Regions from separate parts of the Sus scrofa genome. Here regions 1, 2, 4 and 5 are each linked to region 3. A link is a contact called in public Hi-C data. All regions are on one chromosome and are shown on one strand. The core of a region is the stretch at or near the end of the contact, and the rest is flanking DNA. Distances in the headings are between cores, read along the strand shown.

Evidence for each region. Hi-C and Micro-C count contacts between places; a contact is called where the count stands out from the background.
Region 1: a Hi-C map of liver shows a contact between it and region 3, with 3 times the contacts expected there. The contact joins the promoter of PRKCG here to the promoter of PPP1R12C in region 3. A contact is called at or near these places in 2 of 47 Hi-C or Micro-C datasets (liver and skeletal muscle).
Region 2: a contact with region 3 is called in a Hi-C map of liver, with 4 times the contacts expected there. The contact joins the promoter of CNOT3 here to the promoter of PPP1R12C in region 3. A contact is called at or near these places in 1 of 5 promoter capture datasets (liver) and 2 of 47 Hi-C or Micro-C datasets (liver and skeletal muscle).
Region 4: a Hi-C map of skeletal muscle shows a contact between it and region 3, with 13 times the contacts expected there. The contact joins the promoter of LOC110261034 here to the promoter of PPP1R12C in region 3. A contact is called at or near these places in 2 of 47 Hi-C or Micro-C datasets (liver and skeletal muscle).
Region 5: a Hi-C map of liver shows a contact between it and region 3, with 3 times the contacts expected there. The contact joins the promoter of PRPF31 here to the promoter of PPP1R12C in region 3. A contact is called at or near these places in 1 of 5 promoter capture datasets (liver) and 5 of 47 Hi-C or Micro-C datasets (heart right ventricle, liver, retroperitoneal adipose tissue and 1 more).

The regions. Positions count from the first base shown.
Region 1 is chr6:56,234,100-56,238,979 of Sscrofa11.1, reverse strand. PRKCG (protein kinase C gamma type) reads left to right here and starts at 3,297. Exons shown (of 19, transcript XM_021094907.1): 1 at 3,297-4,880. It overlaps MYADM (myeloid-associated differentiation marker), which reads left to right. Exons shown (of 6, transcript XM_021094908.1): 6 at 395-2,674. The coding sequence starts at 397. The coding sequence ends at 1,365.
Region 2 is chr6:55,990,298-55,995,194 of Sscrofa11.1, reverse strand. It overlaps CNOT3 (CCR4-NOT transcription complex subunit 3), which reads left to right and starts at 2,055. Exons shown (of 18, transcript XR_002344772.1): 1 at 2,055-4,146. PRPF31 (U4/U6 small nuclear ribonucleoprotein Prp31) reads left to right here. Exons shown (of 14, transcript XM_003127413.5): 14 at 1-108.
Region 3 is chr6:59,345,658-59,351,163 of Sscrofa11.1, reverse strand. It overlaps PPP1R12C (protein phosphatase 1 regulatory subunit 12C), which reads left to right and starts at 3,987. Exons shown (of 20, transcript XR_002344812.1): 1 at 3,987-4,420.
Region 4 is chr6:55,742,930-55,748,033 of Sscrofa11.1, reverse strand. It overlaps LOC110261034 (myeloid cell surface antigen CD33-like), which reads right to left and starts at 2,170. Exons shown (of 6, transcript XM_021094852.1): 1 at 1,085-2,170. The coding sequence starts at 1,109. It overlaps CTU1 (cytoplasmic tRNA 2-thiolation protein 1), which reads left to right and starts at 2,291. Exons shown (of 4, transcript XM_021094859.1): 1 at 2,291-2,464; 2 at 4,905-5,104. The coding sequence starts at 4,942.
Region 5 is chr6:56,008,791-56,013,617 of Sscrofa11.1, reverse strand. PRPF31 (U4/U6 small nuclear ribonucleoprotein Prp31) reads left to right here and starts at 2,111. Exons shown (of 14, transcript XM_003127413.5): 1 at 2,111-2,236. TFPT (TCF3 fusion partner) reads right to left here and starts at 2,122. Exons shown (of 6, transcript XM_021094886.1): 1 at 1,661-2,122; 2 at 855-1,113. The coding sequence starts at 1,683.

The sequences.
Region 1 (4,880 bases), core at 2,048-4,547, 3.1 Mb after region 3:
CAGGCAGGCCTGGGATTGGCCCAATCTGAAACCTGAAAGGCCCCGCCTCCTGGGCACCCCCAGTTCAAGTCCACATTACTTTGTCCATATATACCCCCTCATCCCCACCCCGGGGAGGCAAGTGCTGGGGGCCTGGGTCCTCCAGTTTGGAACCTTCCTAGGATACTTTCTTTTTGGCCATCCCGCGGCATGTGGAGTTCGCGGCCCGGGATCAGATCCAAGCGGCAGGTGAGACCTGAGCAGCCACCGCTGCGGCAACAGGTCCTTCACCCACCGTGCTGGCGGGCTGGGGGATCGAACCTGTGTCCCAGCACTCCTGAGATGCTGCCGATCGCCGTTACACCACAGTGGGATCTCTTAGGAGACTTTCTTTCCCCTCCCTCCCCCGCCCCAGCCATGCCGGTGACGGTGACCCGTACCACCATCACGACAACCACGTCGTCGTCCTCGGGCCTGGGCTCCTCGACCATCGTGGGGTCCCCTCGGGCACTGACCCAGCCCCTGGGCCTCCTCCGCCTGCTGCAGCTGATCTCCACCTGCGTGGCCTTCTCACTGGTGGCCAGCGTGGGCGCGTGGACCGGAGCCATGGGTAACTGGTCCATGTTCACGTGGTGCTTCTGCTTCGCCGTGACCCTCATCATCCTCATCGTCGAGTTAGCGGGGCTCCAGGCCCGCTTCCCCCTGTCCTGGCGCAACTTCCCCATCACCTACGCCTGCTACGCCGCCCTCTTCTGCCTCTCGGCCTCCATCATCTACCCCACCACCTACGTCCAGTTCTTGTCCCACGGCCGCTCCCGGGACCATGCCATCGCCGCAACCGCCTTCTCCTGCATCGCCTGTGTGGCTTATGCCACCGAAGTGGCCTGGACCCGGGCCCGGCCCGGCGAGATCACCGGCTACATGGCCACCGTGCCAGGCCTGCTCAAGGTGCTGGAGACCTTCGTGGCCTGTGTCATCTTCGCCTTCATCAGCAACCCCAACCTGTACCAGCACCAGCCAGCCCTGGAGTGGTGCGTGGCCGTGTACTCCATCTGCTTCATCCTGGCGGCTGTGGCCATCCTGCTGAACCTGGGCGACTGCACGAACGTGCTGCCCATCGCCTTCCCCACTTTCCTGTCCGGGCTGGCCCTGATCTCCGTCCTCTTCTATGCCACGGCTCTGGTCCTCTGGCCGCTCTACCAGTTCGACCAGAAGTATGGCGGCCATCCCCGGCGGTCCATGGATCCAGGCTGCGGCGACCGGCACACCTATTACGTGTGCCCCTGGGACCGACGTCTGGCTGTGGCCATCCTGACAGCCATCAACCTGCTGGCTTACGTGGCCGACCTGGTGCACTCGGCCCGCCTGGTCTTTGTCAGGGTCTGAGGCTCCGCCCAGGGGCTCCCCATCCTCTCCCCTCTTCTCAGCTGAGAGTCTCTCCCGAGTTCCGAGGTCCTCTGATGTCCTCTCTCTGGCTCCCCTCTCTCCTTCCTGACTCCTCCTGCTCTCTGATCTGTTTCCTTCACCCCTCCACCCGCTCTGCCTCCCTTCCTGTTTTGTTTGGTTGCCACATCCTGTTTGGACGCCTCTTCTTTTTTTTCATGTTCTGCGTGGGGGCTCGTTTCAGGTCCTGATCATCCTATTGGTTTTCTCTGCCTTCTTCCTGACCCGCCTCTTCCCCGTTTCCCTCTGATCCATCCCGAGCCCTGAGACATCTCCCTTCGCTGCCCCACTGCCCCCCTCCCACGTCCAAAGGTGCTGAGCCCCAGAAGGTGCTGAGCCCCACGTCACACACCCTTTTGCAGCTCTTCATCCCCTGGGCCTCCAGAGGGGCCTCATTGCCAAAGCATGCCTGCCCGTCCTGGCTGTGCCTTAGTTGGTGTGTATGTGTTTGTGCTTGTGTTTGGGGGGCGGGGGTGGGTAGCTAGGGATCGGGCCCCCTTTCTCTCAGGAGGGAGGGGTATACAATGCACCTTGCCTCCTTAAGTTCAAAAATAAAATGCTGGAGGTCAGGAATTCCCAGTGGGCTGGAGGCTTCAAGCATAGATCCTGGCGCCCTAGGCCCCACCTGGTGCTCAGCCTCGCCTGGGATTGGATCCAGAATTTTTGCCGAGCTTCCAAAAGCCCACTGCCTACAGGCCATCTTAAAGGAAGCAAGGACTGGAGGCCTTCCATCCCGGCTACTCCCTGAGGTGCCAAAAAAGGAGCTGGCAAAAAGTGCAGGGTCTTGGAGTGAAATAGGTGTGAGGGGCAGTGATGCCGCCCTCCAGCCTCAGTGTTAAAAATAGTATCTCCTGCCTTTTGCCGGAGAAGAAAAAAAATGGCCACTGCCAGCCTTAAAGCTGATATTAAGCTGATATTCTTTTTTTTTTTTTTTTTCAAAACATTTATTTCGGGGGGTGGGGAATGGTTGCTGTGCCAATGTGAAAAGAATTGCCTTGCTTGAGTGTGTGGTGCACACACGTGTTTCTGCGTGCTAGTTTGCTTTCTGCTGCTGCTTCCTGCTTCTCTGGGACTCACACGCCTAACATGATCTATATAAATGTATAAATATATATTTTATTTTTTTTTAATTCCCCGGAGCTTCTGGTTCCCATCAGGCCTTGCTGTCAATCAGAGAGAGAAGCCTTGTCCCTTCTCCCACATCCATCATGTTCATTTTTTAAAAAAACTCAATATAAAGATAAAAGAAAGACTTGTGCTTGCTTTATTATCGGGATGGGCTCCAGAAAAGAGGGCAAGGCCCAGATTCCTGCGTCTGGTAGGAGAAAGGGGCTGGAGCCAAGAGAACTTTGGTCTCATGAGGAGGGGTAGGGGAGATGGACTACCTGTGTCTGGATTTTCTAAATTACTCACTCAAATCAGGAGAGCTAGTTGGAATAGAAATGAACAAGATTTCTCCTTTGTGGAAGTTGCATGAGCACTTCAGAAATTCAGTGTTTTGTTCTCAATGTGCAGCATCTTTCCTCCAAAATCAGTGCTTTTCTGGCTCCCCACTTCTCAGGAATAAGCTCTCAGGGCTGAAAACCCAGGCACTCGTTCTTACCAGTCAGTCAGTGGCTGGTCACATACTGTCTCTTCCTCCTCTTAAATCCTATTTTTATCTGTCCCATTCTCCACAAGTTCCTTTCATTTTGTTTCATTTGAGCTATGGCCCTGGCCTCCTTCATCCCACCTCTAGCACATCCTGGCCCTCCTGGAGGGATACTCTGCTTTCAACGTCCAGATCTGATCCTGCCCTCCCCTGCTCAAATCCTTCTAGATCCTACTCCAGGTGGCCCACAGGTAATACCAACGGCCCTCAGTCAAGGCCTTCAGCATCTGATCCTGCCTGTATCCCCACTCCCAGCTCCGTTTTACCCTCAGTTCTAAGCTCCTTGACACACCTGGTCAAGAGAACACCCTGATGAGCAAATGAATTCCTCCGCAATGAATCTCTCACAGGTAATTTTGTTTCTCCGGCCTGATGAGAATCCCAAAGAAACATGAATCTGGGCAAATTCCGGGATCATGCAACCCATTTCTTGCACCACCTACATCGGCAAAAGCAATTGGGAAGAGACACTGCAAGGGAGGGAAGGGTCCCGCTGGAGAAGTGGGGGAGGGCTAACTAGAGCAGGGGCATGTCTTTGTGGTTAGGAAAAGCCTCCTTTCCATCTCTGCAGTATCCACTCCAGAATTCTGACCTACTCCAGTCCCTACCTTCTCAGAGGACATCGCGCCCCCCCACGTCTCCCCCATCCCAAGCTTGAACTCTGTCTGGAAGGCATCTGACACAGTAGCTGTAGAACCCGAGGATGATAGGCTCGTGGCTCGGGAAAGAACCCAAGCAGAACTGGAACAGAGCGCGGTGGGATTCCCAGATCGGTTGTCCGGGCCACCCCGGCCCCTATCCTCTGTCCTGGGCCTCGGCGGACGCCTTGAGGGGGGCTAGAAAGCCAGGAGACACCATGTTGGGGGGTTAGGAGAGGATTCGGATTCTTTCATCTCCCATTCGGCTTCGGGAAGCCGGACCCCGACCCCCAAAAGTCCCAAAGAAGAAGTGGGGGGTGTCCCGAATCCCCAGGCTCCACGGCAGCGCCCCGCCCCTATTCGCGGGGCGTGCCGGGAGAGGAAGTTCTCGGCCGAGTTGCGAGAACAGCCGATCCGCAGGTCCAGACTACAAGTCCCAGAATGCATTGCACCCCGCAGCCGCGGGCGGGCCATGGTTGCCCTTGGCAACAGTGCGGGTCTCCCTGGAGCCTGGACGAAGACGCTGTGGCCAGCCGGGGGAGGAATCGAGAGCCACCAGAGAGAGGCAGAGACGCAGTTGGGGCGACGGAGGGGAGAGACAGGAGGAAACCGACAAGGACAACGTTCGGAGAGACCCTGCCAACCCCCAGACAGAGACGCACAGGGCATTCCCAAGCCAGCGAGGAACAGAGACTGAATCACAGAGAGACGTGGAGGAAGGGAGGGACCCCCCAGAGACGAGAAGGAGAGCCAGAGAGACAAATAGAGTAGGTGAGGAAGGGACAAAGATAGAGCTGGGGAGGAGAGGGAGAGAGATCAACTTAAACATTTAGATAGAGACCCCCAGCGATAGAGAGAAAGAGGTAAGCACGAACAGAGAGAGATTCGTAGAGATAGGAAGGGAGAGAGACAGACACTGAAGCATCTGCAAAGACATGGACACAGAGAGGAGGGGAGAGAATCAGAGGGAAATAGAAGAGGACGTAGAGAAAGAGACAGGGAGAGAGACAGAGATTGCCTCTCAAAGAGAAAGACGCAGAGGGAGGGAGAGACAGATTCACAGAAGCAGAACCAAAGAGACAGGGAGAGGAAGAGCTTCGGGGAGACAGATGTGAAGGATTTATGAGACAGGAAGGGACAGAGGGAGACGGATCCACTGTGAGACACAT
Region 2 (4,897 bases), core at 806-3,305, 3.4 Mb after region 3:
CGCCTCCCTCAGACACCAGAGCCAGGCTTCGTCACGCGTCCTTTTTAACTGGGAAAGGAGATACTCTGGGGGGAAAGTGCGATTAAAAGCACATCATCAGGACCTGTCCTTGGCTAGTGATCGTTTGTCAAACACCTGGGCCACTGAGGTGTCAGAGCTGCAAGGTTTGGGGGACAAAGCTCAGGCCCCGTGGAGTCCAGGTCACGCGATCCCAGGAAGAGAACCGCCCTCTCCACGTCCAGGCCCCGTTAGAGAACCTCGGTGGTTCTGGCACCAGAGCAGTGTGGCTGCTGAGAGCCCCAGCTTTCAACGCAGGCCCCCTGGGTGGTCGTGGCATCTTGGGCGGCTGGCCTCTGCCTTCCAGGCTTCCAGACTAACACCACCGGACGCACCCGCAAGCACTGGGGACTTGTGTATGCTGCATGGGACAGCACTTAGCACTGGGCGCACCGTCAAGGCCCTGTGATGGGGCACTGCTGTTATTTCTGTCTAGTGTTTGCCAAGGACTCCCTCTCCCACCCTAGTGTGCCAGGCCGGGGCTGGGGTGGGGCAGACAGGCTCTCTGCCCTAAAAGCAGAGTGCTGCTGGGGGCGCCTGTCTACCTGTGCTGGAATCTGGGTTTCCCAGTGGGCTCTTACCTTGGAGGTTGGCACTTCTCTTTCTCTTTTTTTTTTTGGTTGCATCTATGGCACGTGGAAGTTCCTGGGCCTGGGATCGAACCTGTGCCATGAGCCACAGCAGTGAGAACACCAGATCCTTCACCCGTTGCGCCACCAGGGAACTCCCAGGACTTCTTTTAGTTGCCCAGGAGGTGGGCGCACAGGGCAGAACCAGCCCTGTGGGGAGTGAGGCCTCTTGGGCTTCTCTGTGGGTCTCTTTCTGGCACACTGGGTCCTGAGACCTCTCTGGGACTCCCCTGTCATCACCTGGGATTCTGTGTATCTTTGGACCCCAGTCCCTCCCTCAGCCCAGGGCTTTGTCTCTGGACTGCAGTGGCCCTCTCTCAATTTCTCCCTTCCCTCACCTGAAAGAGTCTGCATACCTGGGAGTTTCATGCATTCTTTCTTTTTTTTGGGGGGGAGGGGGGAGGTTTCCAGGGCTGCACCCACAGCATATAGAAGTCCCCAGGCTAAGGGTCAAAACGGAGCTGCAGTTGCCGGCCTACACCACAGCCGCAGCAACCCACTGAATGGGGACCAGGGATCAAACCCAAATCTTCATGGATACAGTCGGGTTCATTACCACTGAGCCATAACGGGAACTCCTAGGAGGTTCTTTCTAATGGCCAAATTACCCCAGGTCACACAGCTCATTCCCCAGGTTTATCCCTGAACTTTTAAATCAGCCTTGCTTAGAAGTGACCCACCTTTGGGAGTTCCCGTCGTGGCTCAGTGCTTACTGAACCTGCCTAGCATGCATGAGGATGCAGGTTCGATCCCTGGCCTCACTCAGTGGGCTAAGGATCCGGTGTTGCCGTGAGCTGTGGTGTAGGTCGCAGATGCGGCTCAGATCTGGCGTTGCTGTGGCGTGGCTGTGGTGTAGGCCAGCAGCTACAGCTCCGATTCGACCCCTAGCCTGAGAACCTCCATATGCTACAGGTACGGCCCTAAAAGACAAAAAAAAAAAAAAAAAAAAAAAAGTGACCACCTTTGCCGATCTCTGCCTATGCGTGTGCCAGGGAAGGGCAGTCTGTGCACAGCTCTTCAGAGTCCCCTTCTCCCCTGGCCAGAAGGAATCTAACAGGAGGCCAGGGACATGGAGGTGGGAGTCTCCAGAAGGAATCTGAGTCACCTGGCCCTACCGTTCTGCATACCCTTGGAGTTTTTCAAAGGTTAACATGCTTCAGAATTGCCTGGAAGGACTCTCGAACTGGGTTTCAGAGCCCAGAGTGTCTGACCAAGTTGGTCTATGGCGGGACTCAAAGCGGTGCATTTCTAACCACTTCCCAGGTGGTGGTGATGTTGCTGGATGCAGGGACCCTACTTTGAAAACCACTAGAAAATTCCCTACCAGATGAGCTGCGTGTTGGAATCAACTCCGGGGTCTTTAATCACTCATGTCTGGTTCCCTTCCCGAGAAACTCTGATGTAATCAGTCTAGGGCAAGGCCTGGGTATCTGGATTTTTTTTAAGCCCTCAGGTGATTCTCGTGTGCAGCTAAGTTCGTGAACAACTGCCCTGGGCCCTTGCTACTTAAAAAATGTGAACTGTGGGTATCAGCGTCACCTGGGAATCTGTTAGAACCGCAGAATCTGCACTTGACAAATCTCCCAGCGACTCCTGAGACATCTAAAAAGCACTGCTCCATCCAGAGACCACACTTTGAATAACAGGACTTTGCTGCATCACTAATAATCACCCAGGAAGTTTGTGAAAATGCAGATCCCTGGGCTTTATTCCCCAGGTCTGTGTGGGCCCAAGAACAGTGCATTTTTACAAGAATGGTCTGCCTGCAGTGGGCGACTCTGATGCAGGACCGCCCATGCATCTCCCTGGGATTTACCTCACTTTCCTCCACCTAAAGGAGATGAGCATGTCTGACTTGCCGTCTTGACTGTGTGACCCAGGGCAAACGCCTCCCGGATAGTAAAGCACCAGTACTTTGCAAGCCTCAACCGCAAGTCATTCCCCGTGTTCATCCGTGTGTTCATTCAATGCAAACGGTTGCCAAGCGCTGGGCATTCAAAAATCCGGAGGGGGCGTCTCAAATAACCACGAAAATGACGGTATACTTGCAAAAGTAGATTTTCATGAACAGTGCTCGTGAGCCATCAGCAAGGGAGGCCAGGGAGAGAAAACCACCGAGGTGAGGTCTGACCGGTGTTAGGAGACAACCGTGAAGGGGCACGGGGAATCTCATCTGTACCTTCTGCAGCGCCCTCACAGCGCCAAGCAAACGGAGGTGCAGAGGAGTTACTGTTCCACGGTCACGTCACCACTCAGGGGAAGAACAAAAACTATGCCTCCACAGCGCTTCCCAACCAGTTCAGCTATGCGTGGTGCCGGTGACTTGGGACATTGTCTTTGGCTTCCTTCCTTCTTTTTCTTCCTTCTTCTGAATCTCAGAGGCATGCCAAATACAGGCACCTGGAGAAGACACTGCGGCTGACAGGGACAGGCCTGGCCCGCCAGGACACAAGCGAGGCGGAAGGATGCACCCGGGTCCCAAGCCTGCCTGCTATGCCTGGTTTCACACGCCTTAGGAGCGGGTGCCGCCCACTCGCCACACTATTGGACACGTTGCGGTGAAAGATAACAGGGCCGTCGAAGGGGGAGGGGGTGGATCCTCTTGCCCGGCTCCTCCCTCTCGGCCCAGAGGCTGTCTCGATTGGCAGAAGACTTCAGCTTGGCCCCGGCTTTGAAAGCACCTGTCCGTCTCCCATTAGGTACGCGGCCTTTAACGCCCACTCTCCATGCCTTCCTCCGCTTTCCCCACCCACTTCCCGGACCAGCCAATGGTTTCTGGGCAGAATATTCCCCCACGGCCAATTGAAAACAGCTCCAAACTTGACGGACGACTTCCCGCCCTCAATCAGCCTAGCTCCTCCCCCCGACCAATTGGCTTAGGAGAGGGGGGCGGGTGTACCCAATCAGCACGACACAGGCCTCCGGATTGACGCACGAGTCCTCGCGCTGGCGTGTTGTGCCCTGAGGCGGGAGGAGGAGGAGGAGCGGGGAAGAAAACCTGAGCCAATCCTAGCAGCCTGCGCAGGAGGCCAATCGAACGCCGCGCCTTGGAGCGATCACCCAATCGGCGAGAGGGGGCCGGCCGCATCTCCGCCAAGAACCAATAAAGCGCGCCCGGGGGACAAGAGCGACGTGCGACCGGAGCAATGATAGGCCTATATTCAGGGCTCGGGGGCGGGTCGGCGCCAGAGACGAGAAGAGAGGAGGGGAGGCCTCCTCCGCCGCCGCCATCTTGGACCGGGCCCGGTCAGCTTCCGCGGAGCCATCGGCAGACGCCGCGGCCTCCCTTGAGCCCCGACCCCGTCGTCAGAACAACCCCGGGCCCACTTCCCCCCACCCCACTTCCGCTCCGCTCCGCTATCGCGATAGCGCCCGGGCCCGGGGCGCGAGAAAAAGGCGGCGGGCGCTCGCCTCCCCGCCTGTCGCGATAGGCTCCTCAGCGGCGGCGCCAGCTCCTGTGGTGAGAGCGTCAGGCTCGACTGGGCCGGACCCCTTCCCCTCCTCCCCCGGCGCCGTCGGCCGCCTCCCCCGCCGCCTCCCGCCCCTGCGACCCCGCCGCCTGTCGCGACATGGCCGCCCCCGTTCCCGCCCCGTGCGGCCCCGGCGCTCGCCGCCGCCCGGCGGTGCGCGGCCCCCGCCGCCGCTCCCTCCTCCACGCCCCTCGGCGGCGCCCGGGGGTCGTCCCGCGACCCCGGCCCCGCGCGGCGTCCGTGTCGGGCCCCCGTGGGGTGTGAGGGTGCGAGGTGCCGCCCCTCTCCGCGTCGGTATTGGCGCCTCGCTGGAAGGACAGGGGCGCCTCCGGGCGAGGCTGCCCCTTCGTGTGGTGTGGGGGCTGCGAGGACCCCTGCGAGGGCAGGGGCTCGCCCTTCCCGGGGCCAGGCTCCCCTCCCGCCGTGGCGGCCTCTCCTCTCTTTGGGGATGCGCTGGGGGACGAACTCCCTTGGAGTGAAGATGCCAGCTCCACGCGTCGGAGCCCCAGCCCAAGTTTCCGTCTCTGTGCTGACAAGTCCCACAGCCCAGGCTCTCGGCTCTGGGAGTCGGGACTGCCCTCGGCGTTACCTGCTTCTTCCGGCCTCCGCCTGACTCCCTGGGTCTGGGTATCCGCCTCTGGCTGGCTGCTTGTGAGCTGTCCTGGATCCAGACTCTGCCCGCTTTGGCTGTGGGTTTCCTCTCGATGTCACTTCCACCTCGAGGTCCCTGTGGTGCGGTTG
Region 3 (5,506 bases), core at 2,738-5,237:
CCGTCCATGGATGAAGGGCTACAAAGCACCGCAGCTCAGTCTCCAAATCGTGCTGAATGACGGCAGCTGGACACACAAGGCCACGCACCAGGTGATTCCCACGATGGGAAATGTCCAGATGGCAAATCCCTAGAGACAGGAAGGAGTGGCTTGGGGGGATGGGAGGTGATAGCTAGAAGGAATTGTGTTTCTTTTGGGGGTGGTGAAATGTTCTGGAATCAGCGAATAGTAATGCCTGCACAACTTTGTGAACGGGCTGAAAATCCCCACTGAATTACACACTTCGAAACGGCAGGTTTTTCGCTATGGGAACGCAAAACCCAGCCAGACTAAAACATGTCCAGTTCGTCCATGGGAGGGGCCGCTCAGTGACAAATTAATGTCAAATTTTAGTGTGCAGAGTCACAAGTAGGTCAGCCATGGGATGTCTTTCATAGTATGAGTCTCTTAAGTGTAAAATTTCTTTTTTTTCCCCCTGGGGCTCGGGGGGGGTGGGCAGCAGCAGAGGCGGTATTCCTGGTGATGGCTCAGCGGTTAACTAACACACCCAGCATCCATGAGTGCGAGGGTTCGATCCCTGGCCTCCCTCAGTGGGTTAAGGATCTGGTGTTGCCATGAGCTGTGATGTAGGTCGCAGGTGTGGCTCAGATCTGAGTTGCTGTGGCTGTGGTGTAGTGTAGGCCAGTGGCTACAGCTCCGACTGGACCCCTAGCCTGGGAACCTCCATGTGCTGTGGGTGCAGCCCTTAAAAAAAAAAAAAAAAGATTCAGGCCCTCAGGAAACTCCAGGTCAGATAGAGGAGACACCCCTGGACACTGTCCCAGTTGAATCAGAAGGTACCCAGGAGAGAGTGAAGACTCTGCCTTGAATAGTCAGTGTGGTTCTTCTGGAAGAGGGGGCATTTGCGTTGGGGTTTTGAAGAATGAGTAGGAGGTTAGGAGTTGGAGAAGCATGTTGCAGGCAGCCATCTACAGTCACTCATTCAACAAATATGTCCCAAGGCCTTCTGGGCCAAGTCTTGTGCTGGGAGATGCCAGGGACACAGACCTGAAGCAGACCCAAGTTTGGCCATCAGGAAACTTATAGTCCAATGTGGGAGACAGACACAGTCACCACAGTGTGATCTGAGCTCTAATAGAGGGGGTCCAGTTGTGGGAACACAGCTCTGGCTGGAAGGAATGGGGAGTCAGAGTTTTCCAAGCAGAAGTCCTGCACTAACATGTTTATTTATATATTAAACATCTCTTGGAGTTCCTACTGTGGTGCAGTGGGTTAAGAACCTGGCTGAAGGGAGTTCCTATCATGGCTTAAGTAGTTGATGAACCTAACTAGCATCCACGAGGGTGTGGGTTCGATCCATGGATTCGATCAGTGGGTTAAGGATCTGGGGTTGCCGTGAGCTGTGGTGTAGGTGGCAGAAGCGGCTTGGATCCTGCGTTGCCGTGGCTGTGGCATAGGCCAGCGGCTACAGCTCTGATTTGACCCCTAGCCTGGGAACCTCCATGTGCCCCAGGTGCAGCCCTAAAAAAAAGCCAAAAATAAAAGGGAGGCGGGTTCTTTTGTGTAAATAACTCTTCCAAGGACAGCTGAAGTAACTGAAATAAGAACTGACTTCTAATATGCCACCTCATTTTTCTTAGGAGGACGGGAGGGAGTCAGCTTGATACTTTGTAAATGTTCTCAGCACATCCCTTTATTTGAACTGTCTTTATGATGCAGAGGAGTGTTTGTCTTTCTGCCTGTCGCAGGGGAAGAGGGACCAGTCCCTTCTAATCTTTCTGAGGTTATTTTCATCAGCCTGAGGAGGGCCTGAGGTTCCAAGGTTAAGCATCAAAATTCCAGTGTTAGCATTCAGAGAAAACAGCAGGCTTGAGCAGTGAAAAAGCCTTCACCAAGGAAAAGAGACGTGCAGAAGAGAATTTAACGAGTGGAATATGAAAATGCCTGTACAGAGCCAACAGCGCCTGCCTGTGAGAAAGGCATGTACAGCAGCTCCACAACTCAAGAGGCAGAGAGGAAGAGAGCTAGCCCAGGTCCCAGAGCTAGGAAGTGGGTGGAGTCAAGACTCAAACCCGGGCCTGGCTAAATCAGAGCTGGTATTAACCATTTGTCATAAAGAGGTGAAAAGTCTAAATATAGCCGTCAGAAGTAAAGATTGCCAATAGAGCTTGTGGTGGGAACACATCCCATCGTAGGTTGTGGGGGTTAAGTGGAAATTCCATATTATGTCTCCCAAATGAATAAAGGCCGCAAACAGATAGACGCTCTACACCAAAGCTTACAGACACCATAAACACGAGCACCCAAATCAGGTTGCATTCAACTGCAGACGCGATCACAAAACACCCAAAAATCACCGTTTCGCGCAGGCACAGAAATATACATAACCACAGATGGATGATTAATCTCCCTGGGTGTGTAGGTTGAGTGGGACTCAACATCCCAAGAGCTCCCAGGACTGGATCCCCTTCGTGCCCATCCCCACGGTCTCCAGATCTCATGGGATGGATTTGCAGTTTATTTCTTTGCACAGTCCCCCCAACCCACCCCCAAGGACCTCAGAGCCTGTATGTAGGCTGCTCTGACATTCCTTGGAAGAAAAAGAATCTCGCCTGTGTCTGCATTTCAGCACTTTTCTTTGCGATTTTTAGGGGTCTTTGTTCGGGTCTCAAAGTGCGTACCTCTTTCCCAATGAGGATTCAGGTGCAAGGTACTTAAGACGGGGATAGTTTTCTTTTTTCTTTTTTCTTTTCCTTTTGCTCTTTAGGTCCCCACCTTCAGCATATGTAAGTTCCCAGGCTAGGGGTTGAATGGGAGCTGCTGGCCTACCCCACAGCCATAACAACTCAGGGTCCGAGCTGCGTCTGCGACCTGCACCACAGCTCACGGCAACGCCGGATCCTCAATCCACTGAGCAAGGCCTGGAATCGAACACGCAAGCTAAGGTTCATTTCTTGCTTTATGGTGCTACGTACTAGCCCGCCACATCAACTAGAACGCCTCATCTGGACTACAAATCCCAGCATTGCTTGCGAGGATATAGAGCCCGGCCTACACTTCCCAGCGTGCTCCACGCCTCAGGGTGATTGCAATGGCAGAGAGGGCCAGTTTAAGGCTCTGCGGGCATTTTCATTTGTGGATCCTACCTCGCAGGTTCCCTTCCCGATGTGATCCAGGGGTTACTCGGGGACTCTGGACTTATCTTGCCCTCGAATCTTATTTCTTGGGGTGTTTGGGGGCTCTGCCTAGGACTACATTTCCCAGCGCGACCAGCGGCCCATTGTCATGACCTTTGTACCGCATACATAATTTCCCAGCATGCCCTGGGCGGTCACCCAGGAAGGCTTGCAATTTTCTTGATGATCCAAGGGTTGCGGACTCAATTTCCCATAGTATCCTGGTGTTTCCCACGACCTAGAGAATCCGTTCTCTCATTCATTCATTCATTCAAAAAACTATTTCCGATCGCGTTCTACTAGGTACTGGGAACAAGGAAAGCACACAACACAAAAATCCCGGTCTTCCTGGGGCTTATTTCTTGTTGAAGGGCGCGACAAACCCAAAGTAAATAAAGTACATGACATGAAAAAGGGGAAAACGGAAAACTTCTGTACTTTTCGGGTTGTCGAGTCCATTTCCTAGTAGGTCCCCGGGGGCCAGCCCTTCGTCACCTGGATGCTGCGAACGGCATTTCCTGCATGCCCTGGGGCCGACCTCCCGCCTGTAGACTCCACTTCCCAGCACGCCAATCAGATTTCCTTTTGACACCGCGGAGCTGCGAATTTCCCAGTGTGCCTCGGGGCGGGACTATTGCAGAGATCCATTTCCGTTTATGGACTCCACTTCCCAGAGTTCCCCGCGGTCCGCCCTCAGGCGGTTGCCGGTTGCCTCTCCAGCCTGTGGACTCCATTTCCCAGCGGGCCCCGAGTCGGCGTGGTGACGTCACGTGCCGGGCGGGGACCGGTAGATCCTCTGGCGGCGCGGGGCGGGACGCAATTCCCGGCGGCCCGGAGGAGGGCGGGCGTCGGCGACGCCTCGGAGCTGGTCGCTCGCTCGCTCGCTCGCTCGCTTCTTACCTGGCGGGCGAGCGGGCGGCGCGATGTCGGGCGAGGATGGCCCAGGGGCGGGCCCGGGGGCGGCGGCGGCGGCAGCCCGTGAGCGGCGGCGGGAGCAGTTGCGGCAGTGGGGGGCGCGGGCAGGCGCCGAGCCGGGCCCCGGGGAACGGCGCGCCCGTACCGTGCGCTTCGAGCGCGCCGCCGAGTTTCTGGCGGCCTGCGCGGGTGGCGACCTGGACGAGGCGCGCTTGATGCTGCGCGCGGCCGACCCCGACCCTGACGCCGAGCTGGACCCCTCCGCCCCGCCGCCAGCCCGCGCCGTGCTCGACTCCACCAACGCCGACGGCATCAGCGCCCTGCACCAGGTCAGCGCCCCCGCCCGGGCTCCGATCCGCCCTGGGTCTGCGCTGCCTCGAGCACCCTCCCTCCCAGTCCAGAGTCACCCTTGCCAGTCGTGGTCTGCACCGTCGATGCTGCCCCGGTCCTTTATCATCCCGTGCTGAGTCCTTTTCCCATCCCACCCACCTGGAGCTCCCCTCTTCCAGTCCTGAGCCACTTGAACTGGCCTGGTTTTTGCCATCCTGCGCTGCCCTCTCTCCGGACTCGAGCCACTGCTGAGGGCCTCAGGCCAGTCCATCCTCGTCTTGTCTCTTTCGCCCTGCTCTTTCCCCACCTTGAGCGCTCTTAACCAGCCTGGCCCGTGCCACCTCTACTCTGCCATCGAATGCTGCCCCACTTTCTCGAGTCCGCCACTTCTCCCAGCTTCACCGGTACCCACTGTTTCCCCTAGTCCAGGCAGGTACCACTTTCCCTGAGCGTCCTCCTCCTCTCTTCTGGGCCTGTGCTGCTTCTTTTCCCGCTCTCTGGCCTGGGCCGTTTCTTCGGCCAGCCCCCGAGCCTTCCATGCCCTTTCCTTCAGGTTTCTGCTCTTCATCCTTGGTCTCTGCCATCTGTTGCCATGTAAGGGTGCTCTTTCCTGAGCCATCGCCCTCAAGGCGCTCTGCTCCTCAAGTGGATGCTTCCCTCGCCTGGCTCACCTCCTGCTCTCTCTCCTGCCCCCTTCACCTGCGTGCCCTCCTCATTCTCCCTCTGTGCCACCTCTGGCCTTGCACTGTAGGCTCTCTCTTGGGGATGTTTCTCTTTCTCCACACACTTCTCTTTCACTCTGTCCTCTTGCTTTGTGTGGGCCTGCAGCGTTACCCTTTTTTCTGGGCACACTCAGAGCACCCTCCTCTTTCTGGTTCTGGGCCACCTGTCTGTCCTCGGGTCATCTTGCTCTCTCTGCCTGGATGCCCTCCTGTGGCTTTGGGCAGCTTCTCCCTCCTTCAGAGTGCACCGCCAGTTCTCCTAGGCCCGGTCACTTCCCCTTCCCAGGGGACCTAGAGCCCTGCTAGGTCCTCTCTCTCCACAACCTGGGCCCCCAAACCTTTCCAAAACACCTTGCTTTCTGC
Region 4 (5,104 bases), core at 921-3,420, 3.6 Mb after region 3:
ACTAATGCTCAACAGGAAATTCCAGATTCACTGGTTAAAGGGCACATTCCTGGGAAGCCGAGACGGTGGTTAGGTGTTAGGTGTTGTTTGCTGACATGAGGCTTGCCGCACATGACTCCATTTGGGGCCTCTCCTTTATTTAGCACTGGTTTGCTAACTAATAAGGATTCTTTTTACCCCCCATTCTTATTCTCTTACTGTCTTTTATTGATGTATAGTTGATTAACAATGGTGTGTTAATGTCTGTGGTACAGCAAAGTGATTCAGTTATACATATATACATTTTTTATATATTCTTTTTTTTTTTTTTTTTCCTTTTGAAGGGCTGCATCTGCAGGCTCATGGACGTTCCCAGGCTAGGGGTCAGATTGAAGCGGTAGTCGCCAGCCTACCCATGGCCACAGCAACGTGAGATCTGACCTGTGTCTGCGACCTACATCACAGCTCAAGGCAACGCTGGATCCTTAACCTATCGAATGAGGTCAGGGATTGAACTTTCATTCTCACGGATACTAGTCGGATTCATTACCACTGAACCACAACTGAACTCCTATATATTCTTTTCCATTATGGTTTAATCTCAGCATATTGAACATAGTTCCCGGTGTTATACGGTAGGAAAGAATTCTTTATATATTTAAGTTCAACCTCCCTTTTGGAAAAAGATATCTATCTACTTATCTATAACTACTTATCTATATCTATAGCTCTGTAGATATAGACTGATATATAGATATGATTTTTTCCCAATGTATGGCTTACATGTTCATTTTCTTTCTTTTTTTTCCCTGTTTATGGCCATACACGTGGCATACGGAAGTTCCTTGTCGGATCCCCAACCCACTGAGCAAGGCCAGGATTCGAACCTGTATCTTCAGGGAGACCATGTTGGGTTCTTGACCCGCTGAGACACAATGGGAACTTTTTTTTTTTTTTTGGCTATGCCCAATATATGTGGAAATTCCAAGGCTGAGGATGGAACTTGTGCCATATCTGACAATGCCAGATCCTTAACCCACTGAGGCACCAGGGATTTCCCAGGAAGTTTATATTAATTTTAGAGGTAAGAAATGTCAACACTTACCGTGAGGTGAGAGAGGAAATTTCATTCATTCACCAGTCGTCTACACTGTGCCTTCAGGTTTCTAGTAAAGATCCAGCCCTTGTCTCTGAGGAAAGTAACATCCGGTTGGAAGGCAGGTTACCTGGCAATCCAATGCCATAGCGAAAGTGCCTGTGATGAGGGCAGCAAAGGCCAGGGATGGGTGGAGTTCTAGCTCTTCTGGACTGGAAAGGGAGTTCTCAGAGAGGTACAGGCCAAGTAAGGGCTCTCAGGCAGTCACAAGGGATGTGAGTTCTGCAGATAATCTTGGGCTCGCAGGTGTTACGTTCTCACTTTACCACTGTGCTGGGAATCCTCCACCAGCTACCAAGTTCTGTGATCTGTTTGTGACCAACCCCACCTCTACCCCAGCAGGGATGGGGCCTCTGCCCAGGACGTGCTCTGGCTCCTGGGTTGGAAAGGGAGGAGGGGTGTGTGCTGTCCGCGGTGCTGATTCAGAGTTAAGCGCTGACTGCATCTCTGGCGGGGGGCAGGGCAGGGGGGGCTGATCACAAAGAACAGAGACCCTATGTCTGGATCCAAGAGGTTCAATATGACAGATGTGCTGGTTGGTGAGAGCTGCCTCTCGAGTCCCCGGTCTCTTGGCTCCTTTAGTTCAAGGGTCTGAGTTTCTGAAACTCTGAGTCTCTATGACACTGGGCGTGGGGACTGGTGGGTTTCAGGAATCTGAGTCTTTGGAACACTCTTCAGAAGACGGAGTGTCGACGGCTGACGCACGCGCAGAGGCCTCGGCTCTCAAACACACTGCTCCCTCTCCCCAGCCGACACGCTCAGGCGCACCATGAACCAGTCCTGCAGGGCACGCGTGCATCCAGGGCGAACCGCTCCTCTCAGAATCTCTGTACTGCGCATGTCCCATCTCCTCTTTTTACACACGCGACCAAACCTTCGGTTCCCACCGAAACCCCATCGCAGAGGGTAAAAACATTATGCTCTATAATCCCTATAAAAGCCTAGCTACAAAAATATATAATTTTAACACAGTCACTTCGCCTTTTAAGCGTCCAGCACGGTGAGAGAGCACTACCACAGCAAAATAACGCATGCGCTACGGCCTTTGCCCCCTGCGCAGGCGCAGAAAAGAAAGAGGGCGGTGCATGCGGCAGTGCATTTTGGGAGCGGTAGGCAGAGTGAAAAATGGGGCCACAAAGGTTGCTGGGAGTTGTAAGCCAAGAGGACCTGGTAACCATAAGTGCCTCAGGAGCCGTTGCATGGGATTCTGGGAGCCGTAGGCAAGGCAGCCTCCAAGGTCTTTTGGGAGTTGTAGTCTCCGGATCCACTTCCGTGCCGGAGTTCCGCGTGTCAGACGGTTTGGACGATCCACCCCCGAGTTCTCCTCAGGTGAGTATTCCCCCGCCTCGAGTTGGTCCGCCCGTGAGCGCCCGCTCTTTGTTGCGGTGTCGTCTGAGGGTTGAAGGTCTCTGTGGGAGTGATGACACTCGCCTCAGTTTTCCCAGCGCCTGTTATCCCAGAGGCCTTCTGGCCACCATCCCCCTTCGGACCCTGCGGCCTGGCCTGTCTCTGGCCCGCACCCTCCCTCCCCCCCTCAGGTTGAGTTTCGACCATTTCCCTGCCCCTGACTCTAGCTGGGTACGTCCGCATTGCCCCTACTCTGTCCTGATAGAATGATGTTACATCCCATGGGTCCTTCTGACAAGGCTGCAATCCGGAGGCATCCCTGAGGCCTGGGCCCCGTTTTCCGGGGGCATTTATCATTCCCTCATCCCTCAGAACTTTACTGAGCACCCATCCTGTGCCAAGTCCACCTCGAGGCAGGGGAGGTCAGTGGTGGAGGAAGCAGACCCTGTCCCTGCGTTTATTGGGCTTGTTGCAGGACTTACGCACAGGGAGACAGGACACCGAGACCTTTTTGCCAGGCAACAGCATATATTCGTGCCCGCACTGGCTTAGCAGGTTCATATCCAAAGGCTGAGCCTCCAACACAGTGGGGCGTGGTCTTACATATCCTCCGTTATTATGATTATTTTTTTCCCTGCTTTGGTCTCTTTGTCCCCCTTATAAGGTAACATACATTCTGTAATTTCTGAGTGGACAGTTATAGATCCATGGATTCAGGTTATGGCACCTTGTTACAGAATCGTGCATGTGCACACAGGTGCTGATGTCACATGTTGCCTTCCCTTTGTTCTCCGAGGGGACTGGGAGGGCCTTCCCCCCTCCCCCCTCCAGGCTCACAGTACAGTACACACCTGTCACCATGAAGGGTAGAGTCGAGATCCAGTGCAGATGGAGGCATACAAGGGGCTCTGCTAGCCCAGAGGGGGCTCCTGACCCAGCCTGGGGTTGATCAAGTCTTCAAAGGGAAGATGCTTAACAGGCACATCAAACCTGACCTGTCCAGATGGAGAATTCTGGTCAGCGTCATCCCCCACCCCTCCAGCCATGACTAAATGGTCCCATCATCCTCCCAGGTGCTCAGGCCAAAACCTCCAAGTCATCCCTCTTTCCTCTTTTTTTTCTCATGACCCTACCCACCACCCCAGTCCAAGTCTTGTGCCAGTCCTGAGGGTGGCTCTACCTTCAAAATAGATCCAAAATCCCACCTTTTCCTGTCCTCTACACTGCCAACCCCCTAGTCCAGGCCACTGTCATCTCACTGGCTACTGCCATAGCCTCCTCAGTGGCCTCCCTGTCTCTACCCCTGCCTGCCACTGTCTGTTCCCCACACTGCAGCCAAAGAGATCCCTTTAAAACCTAAGTTACATTATACCCCTTCTTAGGGCAAAATCCTCCCATGGCTCCCATCTCTTTCTGTATCCTGGCTTCTTAGCCTCTGACAATCTGCACAGACCCATCTCCTGCCTGGGTCTTCCTTGTTCTGTAGGCAGACTCCCGGGACCGAGTGACTGTAGATTTAGGGGGAGAAGAGAGATAAATCCAGGGTGGCTTTATGTCCTGCCTTCAGAGAAGCTGGGCGGAAGGTGGTGGGGGTCTGGGAAGACAGGGAACAGCTGGGCAAGAACAGGTTTCTGCCTGGGGGTCCGTTTGGGCACCCAAGATCCAAGGGGACCATCAGGGATCCTCAATGGGGCATCTAGAGGACCGGCCGGGTGGACTTCATCATCCAGAGTCACCCACGAGGAAAAAATGACCTGGGCAGGACCTGAGAACCATGAAGAGGACTCCAAAAGAGACTAGAGGCTGAGCAGGAGATAAACCAGGAGAGGGAGGGCGAATCAAGTCAAAGCCGGGGGAGGAGGTGGGGTGAGGAGATTTCAAGGGGTCGCTGCTCAGCTGTGACAGATGTGCCGAATGGTCACGGCCATGGGTCCTGAGGGCTGGTTGCTGGGCCCAGTGACAGGGAAGAATCCTCTGGGCAGAGGGAAGGGCACTGCGGACACTTTGCAGTAGGCGTTTCCTGGGATGCTTGAGAGTAGAGACCAGAGCGGCTGAAGGCAAGTGGGACGTGAGGTTAGAGCAAAAGGCCATAAGCTTTTAGGAAAAGTGAGGTAAGATGCTTGGGAGGATGAAGAGAAGATACAGCACTGCTGTGAAATCCGTGGATGCGGGATCAGGAGCGATGTGGAGGGCCGGCTGCAGAGTTAGGCGGATTTTAACTGCGTCCCTATCCCCCACGTTGTTCAAGGATCACTTGTGTGCGTATTACCCTCTCTTATTCTGGGAGACACCTACTCTGCGCGCATTCTGCTGGCCCTGGTCTGTTCCTGACACGGACACCATGCCGGCAGCCTTTCTGTGGGCAAGGACCCCGGCAATCCAGAATCCTCGTGTAACCCTTCTCCCCTCTCTCCCCACCCAGGAGAAGCCGTCCCGTCCCGCCTCACCTGGACCCCACGATGCCCGCCCCGCAGTGCGCCTCCTGCCACAAGGCGCGCGCAGCCCTCCGCCGTCCCCGCTCCGGCCAGGCGCTGTGCGGCCCCTGCTTCTGCGCCGCCTTTGAGGCCGAGGTGCTACACACGGTGGTAGCGGGCCGCCTGCTGCCGCCCGGCGCCGTGGTGG
Region 5 (4,827 bases), core at 862-3,361, 3.3 Mb after region 3:
CAGGAACTCCTTGGAGTCTTTTTAAATATCCAGACCGGACCCTGTCCCTCCTCTGTATGAAACCTTTTGATGGCTGCCCATCACTCTCAAAAACAAAAAAATGCCTAACTTCTTGCTCTGCTGTTCATGGCGTTTCAGGACCTGGGCTCTGCCTATGGCTCCATCCCTGTTCTCTACAAGGAGATTAACCGAGTGATTCAGCGGGAAGAACGTGAATGTGGCAGAGGCTGTGGGGATGGGGGGAAGAAGGATCTGAGAGAGCTCTAAGAGGCAGAACCAATAGGACATCAGGAGTGACGGGTGCCAGGGGTATGGGAAGTTTGGAGGTGGGGGATGTTGTTTGTTTAAGACCGCACCTGTGGCACATGTAAGGTCAAGGGCTAGGGGTCAATTGGGAGCTGCAGGGCTATTCCACAGCCACAACGCCACTAGATCGGAACCACATCTTGGACCTATGCTGCAATTTGGGGCAACACTGGATCCTTAACCGACAGAGCAAGGCCGGGGATCAAACTTGCATCCTCATGGATACTAGTCTTAATCCACTGAGCCATGATAGGAACTCCGGCATGAGAGATGTATGGAGGTCTGATTAGTGGGGACCGTGAAAGGTACGTGTGAAAGAAACATTAGTGAGCTGATCGGGGTTGTCAGATAAAGCTCTAGAGGAGACAGCTCTCCAGGGTGCTTTGCACCGGTGCCTGACACATATTAGCTGTTCAGTGAATAAATAAATGGATGGAAGATTCATTCAGTTACGCAAGAAAGGCTGGGCATCTAGACAGGCAGCGGCCCGGAGGGACTGGTAATTAAGGCCAGGGGACCTCAAAACGGGGGAATCCACACTCACCTACCTGCTCGATCTCCCGGCAGCGCCGACCTAGTGCCTGATACTTCCTGCGATTTAGTTCCCGCTGGCGGCGCCGGCGGCCCCGCGCTGCCTCTTCCTCTTCATCTCGCTCCCGGAGCCCGGAGCCGCCCAGACCCCCAGACACAAACTCCACTTCTGTTTCAAGCTCGCTCTCCAGGATGTGACCACCGAACAGCGGAGGCAGCGCCAACTCTGAGCCTGGCGGCGCCGAGAACTCTTCAAAGCCCACGGCTGCCATGGTCCTGTAGGGTCAGGGGACTCAGGATCCCTGAACCTCCGCACCTAGTCCCTCCTCCCTCAGACCAGGTGCCAAGCCGCCAGCCCCCTCCTCCCTCAGACGCAGAAGTCCGGAGCCCCCAGCCCCCTCTTCCCAGGATCCACAAGAGTTTGAGCCCCAACCATTTCTTCCCCGGATCTAGGCGTCCAGGCTGCTAGATTCTCCTTCCTCAGGCCCTGGCCCCCAGCACACCCTTCCCAGGATCCAGGAATCTAGACCTCCAGACTCTTCCTCCTCGAGTATCACCGGGGCTTCCAGCCCCCCATCCCTCACTCAAATCCAGGAGTCCCGGCCCCCAACCTCGTCGTCTCTCCTATCAGGAGTCTAAACCCGTAGCTTCCCCACCCTCCACCCCCAACCCAGGAGGCTGGAATACGGACCCCAGTCCCTAAAAGAGTTCTAAGCTAAAGTGCTGCAGGAACTGCAATCCCCGTCAGTCCTCAACGCAGAAGACTGCCATTACGCAGCCGCAAGGTTTTTTGGGATTCGTAGTTTCCCCCAAAGCCACTCACCCCTCTCTCTGCTCCAGCTCCATCTCTCTCCGGCTCCGAGCGCCTCAGGCCTCAGGAGGTCCAATCTCAAACCGCTAGGTTAAATCGTTGGCAAAACTACCGGTCCCATCAGGCTTCACGGCCACCACATCCGGGACTTCGCCGCTACGCCTACTGGGAGCTGTAGTTTCCGATCTCCGGCTCCGCTCCCCAAACCGTCCAACCCCACGCCGACTCCCGGCATAAAGGCCTTGCTTTCTCGTCGAACGTCTCCACCAGTCGCCTGAGTTGCCGTCGCCTTTATTCTTGTCTTGACACCCTGTGGTCAGACTACGGCGATTCTCCGCTGATCAGACTCAGTTCACAGAGGGCCACGAGCCAAACAAGCCCCCTCTACCGCCTGCTCACCCATTCTCTGCCTAGCGGGAAGTGTTAATAAAGTTGTTGTTCCAAACGCGGCCGGGAACGACGCGGGGCGTGGGCCAATCAGAGCGCAGCTTTGCCTCGACGACGGCGCAAGGGTAAGACGTCATCAGTGAGCGTCGACCGCTGTTGGAACGCCTATTTCCTAGGAACGGTTCTGCGAGGGGGAAAGAGGTGAGTGTGATGGGGACGAGAGGAGGGCGGGAGGTCGGATTCCTGGGTCTAGAGGAGGAAGTGTGAAAGTGTCGACCGACTACCCAGAGGCTTCATATGCTCCTACAGTGTTACGGCTTTGGGGCCAAAAAAAATTTCTCAGCGCCCTTAGCGCTTTCCATGGTGCCTGGGGAGACAGGATTAAACAAGTCATTACTTAAAAAATCACCAACGTGTGAAGCGCCTTAGGGTCCACACAGGGCGCATGGGATGTGTTTCACCAAGCAACCTAGGCACTCTGGAGTGGGGTGCAGAATGTAGAATGAGAACCGAAGGATGAGGAAGGTGTTGAGCCGGTTAAAGTGAGGGGAAGAAGTTGGTGAAAGAAAAAATGTGAGAAGGACTAGTGGTGGGGGCTGCGGCTGGAGAGGTTGGCTGGAATCCAGCGAGGATGTGGTACCTGCTACGTGCCAGGTGCTGCGCTGGGCAGTGGGAGTAGCGCGCAATGAAGAGTACGGACTTAGTGCCTAGTTTCATTGAAATTTTCGCTTGATGGGGAAGATGGATATTAAACAAAATGTTAGACATTTAGAGCCTCTTAAGTGTTGAAGCCAACAAAGAGTTCATAAGATGTATAACAACAGCGGGTTAGGCTCTAGTCTTGGTGTCGGAGAAGATCCACGCTGCAGGAAATAGCATCTGTGTCCCTACTTTAGGGATGAAAAAGTTATATATTCAGAGACTCAGAGAGAGGAGACCATATTGAGGTGGGTTAAAGGATTACATAAAATTGCTCATTCACTTATTTACTGAATCTTTCTTCCTTTCTCCTTCCCTCCTTTCTTTTCTTTCTTTCTTTCTTTCTTTTGGCTGTACCGGTGACATAAGGAAGTTCGAGGCCAAGGATCAATCTGAGCCACGCAGTTGTGGCAACGCTGGTTACTTAACCTACTGCAACCAGAGGGAACTCCCTGCCGATTATTTCCTGAATACCTAGTATATGGTAGATATTCTGCTAGTTGGTGGAGATACAGAGATGAACAGACAGATACGGTCCCTAGTTTTGCTTAGTTTAGTGAGGAAACAGAGGATAAGAAGAGATACTTGTGGAGTTCCCATCGTGGCTCAGTGGAAAGGAATCTGACTAGCATTCATGAGGATGCAGGTTCGCTCCCTGGCCTCACTCAGTGGGTTAAGGATCCGGCATTGCCAGGAGCTGTAGTGTAGGTCGTAGATGCAGTTTGGATCTGGCGTTGCTTCGGCTGTGGTGTAGGCTGGCAGCTGTAGCTCCGATTCCACCCTCAGCCTGGGAACCTCCATATGCCACACGTGCGGCCCTAAAAAAAGACCAAAAAATATATATATAGAGAGAGAGAGATACTTGAGTCTTCTATTCGGAGAGTGGATTATATTCTGTAAGGGAAGAGTTCCTTAATTGAAAGTGAGGAGAGTTTTAGAGAAAGTTGTATGTGAAATAACATAGGTGCGTTTACCAGGAAAAGCTGTGTCCTATAACTAGAAGTGAGTATTAAGGGGGCATTCCATCTTGGGGAGATGGGAGATTATGAGGGAAGACATCTCAGAGGCAACTGAACAGCCAGGGGTCCTAAACCAGCAGCTCAGCGGCCAAATCTTTCCTGTAATCATTTTGTTTGGGCTTGTACTGCGGTGATTTGTTTTTGTTTTGGGGGTTTTTTGCTCTTTAGTGCTGCACCCGAGGCATGTGGAGGTTTCCGGGCTAGGGGTTGAATAGTAGCTACAGCTGTCAGCCTGTACCACAACCACACCCACATGGGATATGAGCCAGGTCTGCGACCTACACCACAGCTCACAGCACCGCTGGATCCTTAACCCACTGGTAGAGGCCAGGAATCGAACCTGCATCCTCATGGATACTAGTCGGGTTTATTAACCACTGAGCCACGATGAGAATTCCTATTTGTTTTTTTGTTTTTAAGAGGAGTTCCCTGGTAGCTCAATAGGTTAATAGGTGTTGTCACTGCTATGGCTCTGGTTGGATCCCTGGCCCTGGAACTTTGCCATGCTGTGGGCACGGCCAAGTAAGTAAGTAAATAAATAATGAAAATGAAACTTTTCAGGAGTTGCCACTGTGGTGTTGTGGGGATCGGAAGCATCTCTGCAGCTCAGGATGCAGGTTCAATCCCTGGCCTGGCACAGTGGGTTAAAGGACCTAGTGTTGCTACAGCTGTGGCTTAGGTCAGAGCTGTGGCTCAGCTCTAATGCCTGGCCCAGGATCTCCATATGCCATGGGGCAGCCAAAAAAGAAAAGGAAGAAACTGTTCAAACTGGGAGGGATGAAAATTCAGAACTTCTTACTTTTCTTGAAAGAAATCAGAAAAGCTGGCAGCCTGGAGCCCACGTTGCCACTCCCTGGGCGTGTCTTCAGCCTTTACACTGGGCATAATCCCTGGTTCTCCAGGCTTCTGTCCTCCCTGGGGCCCAGCCCCCAGCAGACCTCACTCACTTAGGTCACCCACTTCGCCTCTCTGGACATGGGTGTTTGCTGCCTGTTTGTCTTTTGGAAAGAGGAAAAATCCAGAAAAAGGGAAAGGTTTCTTATTAAAAGGAACAAAAGAAGCCCTGGGAGGCCA